2 separate regions of the Danio rerio genome follow, and region 2 is linked to region 1. Evidence: chromatin contacts called from public Hi-C data. All regions are on one chromosome and are shown on one strand. The core of a region is the stretch at or near the end of the contact, and the rest is flanking DNA. Distances in the headings are between cores, read along the strand shown.

Region 1 (4,481 bases), core at 761-3,260:
AAAAAAAAGCTATGCAAAATAATCTTAAAATAAAACATATTGTGCTCAATGGGGAAAAAGTTGTTTTTATAACCATACATTTTAAAAGAACGTATTTTAGAGCAGTAATCACAATACTGTGAAACCATAAAACCTTGATTTTTTTATCTAAGGTTATCATACTGTCAGAATTTTATACCGGCCCATGCCTACTGAACACACACTTCATCCCTCAGCAGTGTAAACAAGAAGCATCAGTTCATGAGCAAGTTTGCATCTGTCTGCATCATGTGACAGGAAGCTTGCACTGCAGACTATCGTGAGCATGCTAAAGACCACTTACTGAGGCATTAAAGATAATTGCCATTTTACATTATTAGAAAACGTGATAATAGCTACAATATTTTAAAAAACTAAACAAAAAAAAATTTTTAGAGAAAAGATTTTTAGAAAAGATTAGAAAACATCACAACTGATATTGAAAATGAACAGTCATGGTTTACTGTTAAATAAAACAAAACAGACACTTTAACAATGTAAATATTACCACCACTTCGATTCACTAGTGTAGTTATATCAACCTGAAATCATCAAGAACAATCAGATAAACAAAAACACCTGAAAAAGAGTCAAGTTACTTCTTTGTTAATTGTTATCTACTGACTTTCTTATCATGGTTTGATTGTTGGTCATACAATATTTCAGAATCCATGCTAAAATGTTACAGATTTCTGTAAAAACTCTGCTTGGTCTCTTTCAGAGGGTGTGCTAAATCACCAACTTATCGCAAAAGCACTGTGAGCTAATATATATGCAGTATTTCAATACATTGCCAAGCCCTAATAGTAATATTGTTATAAATAATGTTCAGTTTTTCGCTTAAAGAGACCTCAATGTATCATTAGGAGCAATGGGTATTAATTCTGTTTTGCCTGTATGGTTTTTTTTTCACTCAGTGGCAATAAAAGTAGCACATTCTGATACACCAAAAAGCACAGATTCAGCTATAAATATATTTTAAATTTAATTAAAGAAAACAAATGTCACCTGTGTAATTTTGGGATGAACTATTCATTTTAAAGCTGGTATATTTCTGGTATATTGACTCTTGAGTCAAGTGTAACGTTACGAGGATTAAACCTTCGAGCAATGTCAGCAGTGTATATCCTTGACATACCACATGTATTAAGTCGTCATCACGCAGAGATATAACGTAAACGATATTCAAATTTCTCATTTCAATTTAAAACCAGATACAAACGTATTTGTGCTGCAGATCAACCGTTGGCAGTTAAACACCGTTACAGGCACGAGACTCACTGCCAAATGACAACTTCATTTACGTTTAACAGCCAGCGGGTGGGCTTTACTAAAACACCAGTAACGTTACGCTCTTAACCCAAACATATTCAAAACACATTTTGTGTATAAACATAAATTATCTGTACAGCTTTAATGTTCTTTAAATTCTCGTGATAATCGCTGTCGCAGTTAACAGCCACAAAAATCAATCACTGAACTCTACTAACGTTAGCGCCTTCCTCTTCGATACAGCCTAGTTCTGACTAACGTTAAGGGTTAAATAAAAAATATACCTGCTCTGTGAAACCTAAAACATATAACCAAATAAGATCCTTATGAGAACAGCAGAATAAAAACTCAAACATCGATGTTGCAGTGAAGTCGCACTTCCTGCGGCTCTGGGAATATTGAGGCGTTTGACAAGAGAGCGCCACTCTTCCAAATAATATAAACTGAGGAATTTGCAACAATTCATGTTTTATTCTTCAACGTAACATTAAGGATGCAGACACGTACAAGTAGTCTTGTTGTACTTACCAATAATTTCCGCAAATAACGTTTTTACAGAGATTTCTCTTCTGTCAACTCCAGCGACTCGGACAGCTCCACCTTCTACTTCACTAGTTTAGTTGCAGTCAACTCAGTGCACTGGAAAACACACACAACCGCGTGAACACCGCGACAGGCGCCCAATTCAAAATGGCCACCCGAGGAGTCAGCTTTTCATAATAAAAGTCGAGTTAAAAGGCGTTTATTTATTTATTATTTTCTTTTGTGCATCCTTTTGAACGTTTTGTCTTCTGCATTTTATTTTATATTATCTGATTTATGCTAAAGAACTCAAATAACACAATTATATTACTTTCTTTGATTGAACTTCTAAATATTTCATCCAAAGAAAACAATCTTACATTAGTTGTAAAATATATTTATACTAGGGACTTTTAGGGATACTACAGGGATATTTTTGTATCAGGACAATATTTCCACACACATTAAACCGCAATATTTTTCGCAGTGCCATTTAACCATTAGCATTTTAACCATTTTTGTTTACAAGCTTCCCTTTTGGCGAGGCATCTAAAATGTAAATATATATTTTTAAAATTCATAATAATGAAAAAAAACTTAAATTATAAACAGAACAAAAGGTATTCGATCATTTAGCTGACTTTATCAGTGGGGATTTCAGATGTTCTAAGCAGACAGAGGCATCTAGTGGACAATAACATTAATGCAGGCATACAAAATTAATAATCATGTAAAAATCAACAGCAAGTTTGTTTGTCTGTCAACATACATTGATGACAATAATGATTCAGGCAATTGACTGCAGGTGATTACAATGCAAACACTTTTGGATGACAAGTTTTTAAAATTATATTTTAATATTAGCTATTATTTTAAATAGTAACTAATTTGCATAATTTGAATCTGTACATAAGACATGAACATAAAAACAGTTTAATTTTTTACAAACAAAAGTTTTTAAAGAGTAGATTTTGAGAATCTTTTTAATAAAAGTCTTTTGCACAATAAATATTATACATAATCAGGCATATTGCATATGAACATAACCCTCTGTGATAATCTTCAGTATACAGATTTGAAGTAAACTGAAGTGCTCCTGAAATGGTGATTTATGAATCGGTGTAAATAAAAAAGTACATACTGTAAATAAAAATTACGAACTGAATCTACTGATAAATATCGATAAATACTTTAAAACTGTAGTTTGTATGTTTTTCCTTAAGAGTAAAAAAAAAAAAAACATTCAAAATCTCACAACTAAAAGGTGTATGAAAAAATGCCTGCACTGTCTCACCATTAAGACATGATAATAACTCAACTCTAAACTAAACAATCATTCATGTTGCAATCACAACATGATCCAGCAGATGTCCCAACTCTTCATTTGATTCTTCACATGTCTGTCTCCTTCATGGTTGTCCTTCAAAAAGAGTCACAGCTGGAACAAAAGAATTCATTATAAAAATGTCATTTTGTTGTGTAATTTTCAGTTCATCCTTGGTTAAATTAAAAATACGAGCCCAATAAATTATACGAGAGTGCACATAGGCTTACTTGGTGTGCTTCTATGAGATCTCTGTGATGCACGGAACCCCTCTTTACTCAGTCTAGGCACTGGAGGCCTCACAGGACCAGGACGTATCCCTGCATTCCACTGGGACGTCTGGGAAATTCTCTTTATGGAGTCCTTGTCAGCCGGAAGTGCTTCCAAATTCCGTGCTGCCCATTTCGGCCTGTTATGGCTTGGCTTTCCCGCTGTACTGAGATCCAGGGATAAAAACATCTGTGGAAAAAATATATACAAATGTTTTCCATATACAGCTATGGGGAAAAATGATACAAAATTCTCTGTTTGTCTGCATTTATTAGGTATGTGATTGAGTGAAATGTTAACATTTACCTGAGATCGGATCAAATTTATTCCAAATTTCCAATAAAAATCTTGTCATTTAGAGCATTTGACTTTTTGGTCATTGTTTTATTATTGAAAATCACTGTTATTCCACCAAATAGTGATGTCTAAACTAGACTGTGCTGTCCAGAAATGAATATACACAGATCTACACATGCTTGTATACATTTTTACATAGCGACATATGCAGTATGAGGTCAATTTTCTTCCCTCAGCAACACAGTGTTCTCTTTTTTTCTCTGAGGCACCATATTTCCATGATATTCTACATGTAGTCTGTTCAGTATGCGTGATGCCTCTTGGTTATGTCGTCTCTGGAGAATTATTTGCATTCTGCTGTGGCTGCTGCGTGATTTCTATGCGAATCAACAGTGCAGTCACACAACAGTTGTATTGGCTTACCAATGATTTGGCCTTGCGCAGCTTGTATGTTGAGTGAGATGGTGCTTTAATAGTATCTTCTTGCCTTGTCTTTAAGAGCCTGTAGAGATAAAGACAAATTATTTTTTGTTGGGATTAGGCATGGGACGATAACTGATTTCAAGTATACAGCGGTTTAGAAAAGTCAAGGTTTTAAAACCGTCAAAATTTTCTGCTATACCGTTCCTAGGCATGTGTAAGATTTTTTATTTACATTTTTTTAGGATAAAAGTACATACAGCAGAAAAGATATCCAAAGATGCTGTTTTAAATAGTAAAAAAAAATCTGTTTTTGAAACAAATGAAGACAGCAGAAGTCAATTATTCATTAAGCTTG
Region 2 (4,614 bases), core at 1,745-4,244, 180 kb before region 1:
CTGCCCAAATATTCAAAGTAGAGTGGTAAAAAATATAGAGACCATATCACAAGTTTTCACTGAATGATCGCGTGAATATCAAAACTAGAGCTGCGCGATATTTGGAAAAAAAAAACTGACATTGCAATATTTTTATTCACTGCTATATATATATATATACAATTTCAGCAGACGACTAGCTTGTAAAGATTAGGATGATTCTGCAGGGGAGTGTATCTGTATAAAGTATTATATTAAAATGACTAGCATAGTTAAATACAATGGACAAAAGATGCAAATAAACAAAGATTTATAATTTTATGGGCAGTCAAACAGTATTCAGTAATCAATCTATAATAATCATAATAATAATAATGATCATAATAATAATAGCATTGTGTCATTTAATTGCATACAAATGAATAATTAACCTTTAAGCTACAAACGTTTAATTTATTGTGCCCAAATGTTTAGGTTTGTTTGAAATTATTACAGTTAGGTCTTAAAATCACTGGCAAATAATAATGAATCCACTAGGCTTCGGATGACAACTATTTTCAAGTTATACCGCAGTTTGGAAAAGTCAAGGTTTTAAAACCGCCAAATTTTTCTGTAATACCATTTTTTTTTTTTTTTTTGTTTTGAAAACAGTAGAAGTCAATGATTCATTTGAATTATTTAGCCTGATGTTTACTTTTCCAAAAGAATTTAAATCTCTCAAAATAAAATCTATTGTGTTCAAAGGGGAAAAAAGTTTTTGTTTTTTTACCCAGACATTTAAAAAGAATATTTTAGAGCAGTAATCACAATATCATGATACAGTGATATTTTTATTCAAGGTTATCATACCATCAGAATCTTATACTGGCCCATACCTAGACTCCACTATGTTGTTAACTGTAATGTCTTGTCAACTATAATCTCGACTACATTGCAGATCCCTGTGATGTGATTGTGGACACACACATTGCGATATAGATGCTGAAACGATATATTGTGCCCTAATCAAAATCTAATTCACTTCAATTGATTTCCCTATTAACAATTTGCAGAGTAGTTTTCTGTACTTATATTCAGAAAGAGGAGAAAGTCAGAAAGTGCAAATATAAAACTTTACCACAATGATAAAACGTATACAGTGTTTCCTCTAGGTTTTTTCCACCTGTGGCAGCATGCCTTTTTTTTACACAGATAACCTGTGGCATTATTTCAATGACAAACGTCGTGAGTGCAGTATTAGAAGTCGAGATTGCATTTATGTGATAGCCTACAGCATACGAATCTCATTGCTTGTGCACTGATTTCCTCTGCTCGTGCACAAAACTTCTTAAACGCCCTTCAAATATAAGCCGCATCAAGAGCTTGCAGATCTTCTTGTGCACTTTCAAATAAATGCTGCTGAAGAGCGATTTATTGAGTTTATGTAACGAGTATATCTCCAGCATTTATTAGACTTGCTAGGAATATTTATGAATGTGTCCAATAGACCTACAGAGCCGTATTAATGCGTCCTGAAGTAAAGTGAAACAGCTATACGTCGTGTTTGCTGGCCTCACGCACCTGTCAGTCAGTCAGCCTGTAACCTTGAAGGGTTAAACAAATGACGCACATCACTACTACGGTTACAGAAATGTTCACGCTGTTATAATTAACTTACCCTTTAATAAGTTTTGGTGTGATTATCACCCGCTATTAAAAAAATAAAATGTTTTGAATGAGAAGCGGTAATGTAGCCTTGGCAGGATGAATTTTGGCATGACGCCCCGCCATGGAAGAATGAATGTAGCGGAAACCATGGCATAAACCCTTTGTGTGAAAGTATGTTAATGCAAGAAACAGACTGATACTCACACTCTGATTTGACGAATAGGCCCATACTTTCCAAAAATGTCATACATCTCCTCTGCAGTGATCTTGTAAGGAAGGTTACGGATATATAATATCCGGTTCACCTCAGGAGGTAAACGAATCTGAAAAGATGCCAACAAAGAACAGTGTTGAGACAGACCAGGATTTCTGTAGGTTTCTTCAAGTGTAATTTAAAACTTTAAGACCTTTAAGATTGATTTTTTTTTACTTTTACAGGGTTAAACACTAAGAATTATTTTCTAATGACCCAGATACTTCTGTAAATAGTTTATCTGTTAATAATTAAAGATCATGTAAAAGAATGTTTTGCTTCAGTTCTCTTTCCCAGATTAGGGAATTTAATTTAGAGAATTTGCTGTAAAATGTCTGCTGTTGTGAATTGCACCTCTTTGCAGTAAAAAAATAATAAAAAAATAAAAATATAAAACCAAAAGTTGACATGGTAATTTGGTGTTGAATTAATTGGGTAGATCTTTTTATTATTTAAGACCTACAACAAAATATTTCAGTGAATTTATGACTTTTTAACGCAAAACGTAAAATTTTTACTTTTGAAATTTACGACATTTAAAGACCCTGCGGATACCCTGCAGACAAACGTAAATACACGTTTTCTTATTGTTAATTCACAAAGATTTAAGATTTTGAACACCCTCGTGGCTTTAAAAAAACATTTAAGAATGAAAGAGATTTCGTGAATGAATATATGTACACAATTGGGTACGTTTTGATCACGTTTGTACACCCAGCGAACGTATTACACGATATATTACATATCGGGGAATACATTTTACCATATATTATAACATTAACATTTAATATTACATTAACAACTTATCTTAGCTATTCACATTTATAATAGAAAAACAACAAACAGCGATCTTGTATGTCGGGATTAGCCGTCGAAGGGCTAACTTAACACTGTCAACAATACGAACATTTGAACGATTAAAACAAAATTGAACTTACATTCGCTCGTTTAGCCGCTTGCATCGCCATGGCTGGATTTATTTAAAGGAAACTTTTCGAGAAAAACTCTCTTACTGTGGAAATAAAAAGCAAGCTAGCACAAGCTCAAAATCTACGCACTTTGGATCGTTTGACGGCGCAGTGTGATGACGTCTTTCCGGGAAATCCAATGGCCATGTTCCTTTGAGATGACGTCAAGCTCATATTTTTTTATTCTATGCTTAATAAAATTCAAAATTGACAAGTAAACTGTACCATCTTGATGTTTTTTGCCTTAATTTTGATTGAATTGTATTCTACTGGCTGTTCTTTATTTATCTATTCTCTTCTTGTAATTATATGGATTGTTCATATGAAAAAAAAAATAAATAAGAAATAAAAACCATTAATGATTTAAAAATCATTTATGATGGTGGATTTGTTCCCATGATTGGCCATTTATTAAATGATTTTCATGATTTATGTAACGATTTCTAATTATTCTTTGGCCAAATTTCACATTAAACCCTATAAATTCAATTATTAACAGTTTAGTTTTTAAATTCCATATATTCATATTCAACGTACAGCAAAAATTCATTAAAACCTGTAATGAAGGTTAATATATGTTTTAATTATTATACTTAATAATACTTTAATTATTATACTTTTATATTATACTTACCAATGCTTACCTTGTTTACCTTACAATAAGTAAAAAAACTTATCAGGAAAAAAATCCATTAAACACTTTGGTGTAATAAGAACTACGTTACATTATAGGAACCATTTTTGGGAAATATTTAGTTGAACTGTAATTTGTGTGTTTGTTTGTTTTTATTATTTAATAATTTATCTTTGTCACATTTAGAGGGTGGGTTTTTGACATATACTGAAGTGAGCCACCAGGTGGCGATCAATGATTGGACATTAAAACTTTACGAGTTCAGCTCTCTGCTGCCATCTAACTGAAGACTTTTGTTATGAATGATATAGGGCATTCCAGTTGTGCAGTTCATTGGCGTTTTTTGCCAGTTATTTTCTAGGGCTAGACTAGAAAATTGATAAATATTAATTAAAAAGTTGATTAAATGCTTGAAGTGTTGATTAATTAAAAAGTTGATTAATGCTTGGAGTATGGATAGAAATATTCAACACATATAAAGAAAATTACAGTTAAACAGCAGAGGTAGATTCAGGAGCATAGTTATCCAGTATGAGACAAAATATTTAACAATACTCCAGTCTACAGACTGGTCAAAAACTTACAACTCAGGATTTATGGCAGCAAAAACAACATGATTTATGAGAATGACGAAAACTGGAGATTTTAGTAGATTACAGAGATCACGATTTTTACAGTTTTACAGATTTCAGTTGCAAAATAATAATAATGATAAAATTAACACAAGTTATATTTTTATGAATACCTCCTCAAGAGGTGAATGAGGTGCAGAGAAAGGATTGACCGAATAGGCCTGGAAAGTTAGCTAAGAAATGTTATGCTCCTTTGTAAAAGTATTTTCAAAATGCTACTGTTCTTTATTTTGATACATTTTGTAGTTTCAAGAATTCACACTTAGCTCATGATTTATAAATAGCCTGATCGGCATGCTGTTCCGGGAGAGAGCCCTGAACTCAAGGGATCCTTGGGCCCAGGGCTACCTCCCTTTCGCAGGGCAAGGCGAGATTGAGCTCAAGTCGATCTCAAAACTCCCCCGCTGCTGAGGCTAAAGTGAACTTCCTGAGAGTAAGACATTAAAAAAAAAAAAGATTTAGGCTTATTTTGTCTATATTATAGAGCATATTTGGGAGAGA

Evidence for each region. A called contact is a pair of places that touch in the nucleus more often than the background predicts.
Region 2: a contact with region 1 is called in a Hi-C map of hematopoietic stem cells, with 2.4 times the contacts expected there. The contact joins the promoter of sf3b6 here to the promoter of fam49a in region 1. A contact is called at or near these places in 2 of 18 Hi-C or Micro-C datasets (hematopoietic stem cells and an unstated tissue) and 1 of 4 datasets of contacts at active chromatin or transcription factors (embryo).

Annotation. Positions count from the first base shown.
Region 1 is chr20:38,545,073-38,549,553 of GRCz12tu, reverse strand. fam49a (family with sequence similarity 49 member A) reads right to left here and starts at 2,010. Exons shown (of 12, transcript NM_200108.2): 1 at 1,819-2,010. fbxo16 (F-box protein 16) reads right to left here. Exons shown (of 9, transcript NM_001017680.2): 7 at 4,127-4,205; 8 at 3,367-3,595; 9 at 2,778-3,250. The coding sequence ends at 3,222.
Region 2 is chr20:38,721,679-38,726,292 of GRCz12tu, reverse strand. It overlaps sf3b6 (splicing factor 3b, subunit 6), which reads right to left and starts at 2,994. Exons shown (of 4, transcript NM_001002067.1): 1 at 2,818-2,994; 2 at 1,831-1,949. The coding sequence starts at 2,847.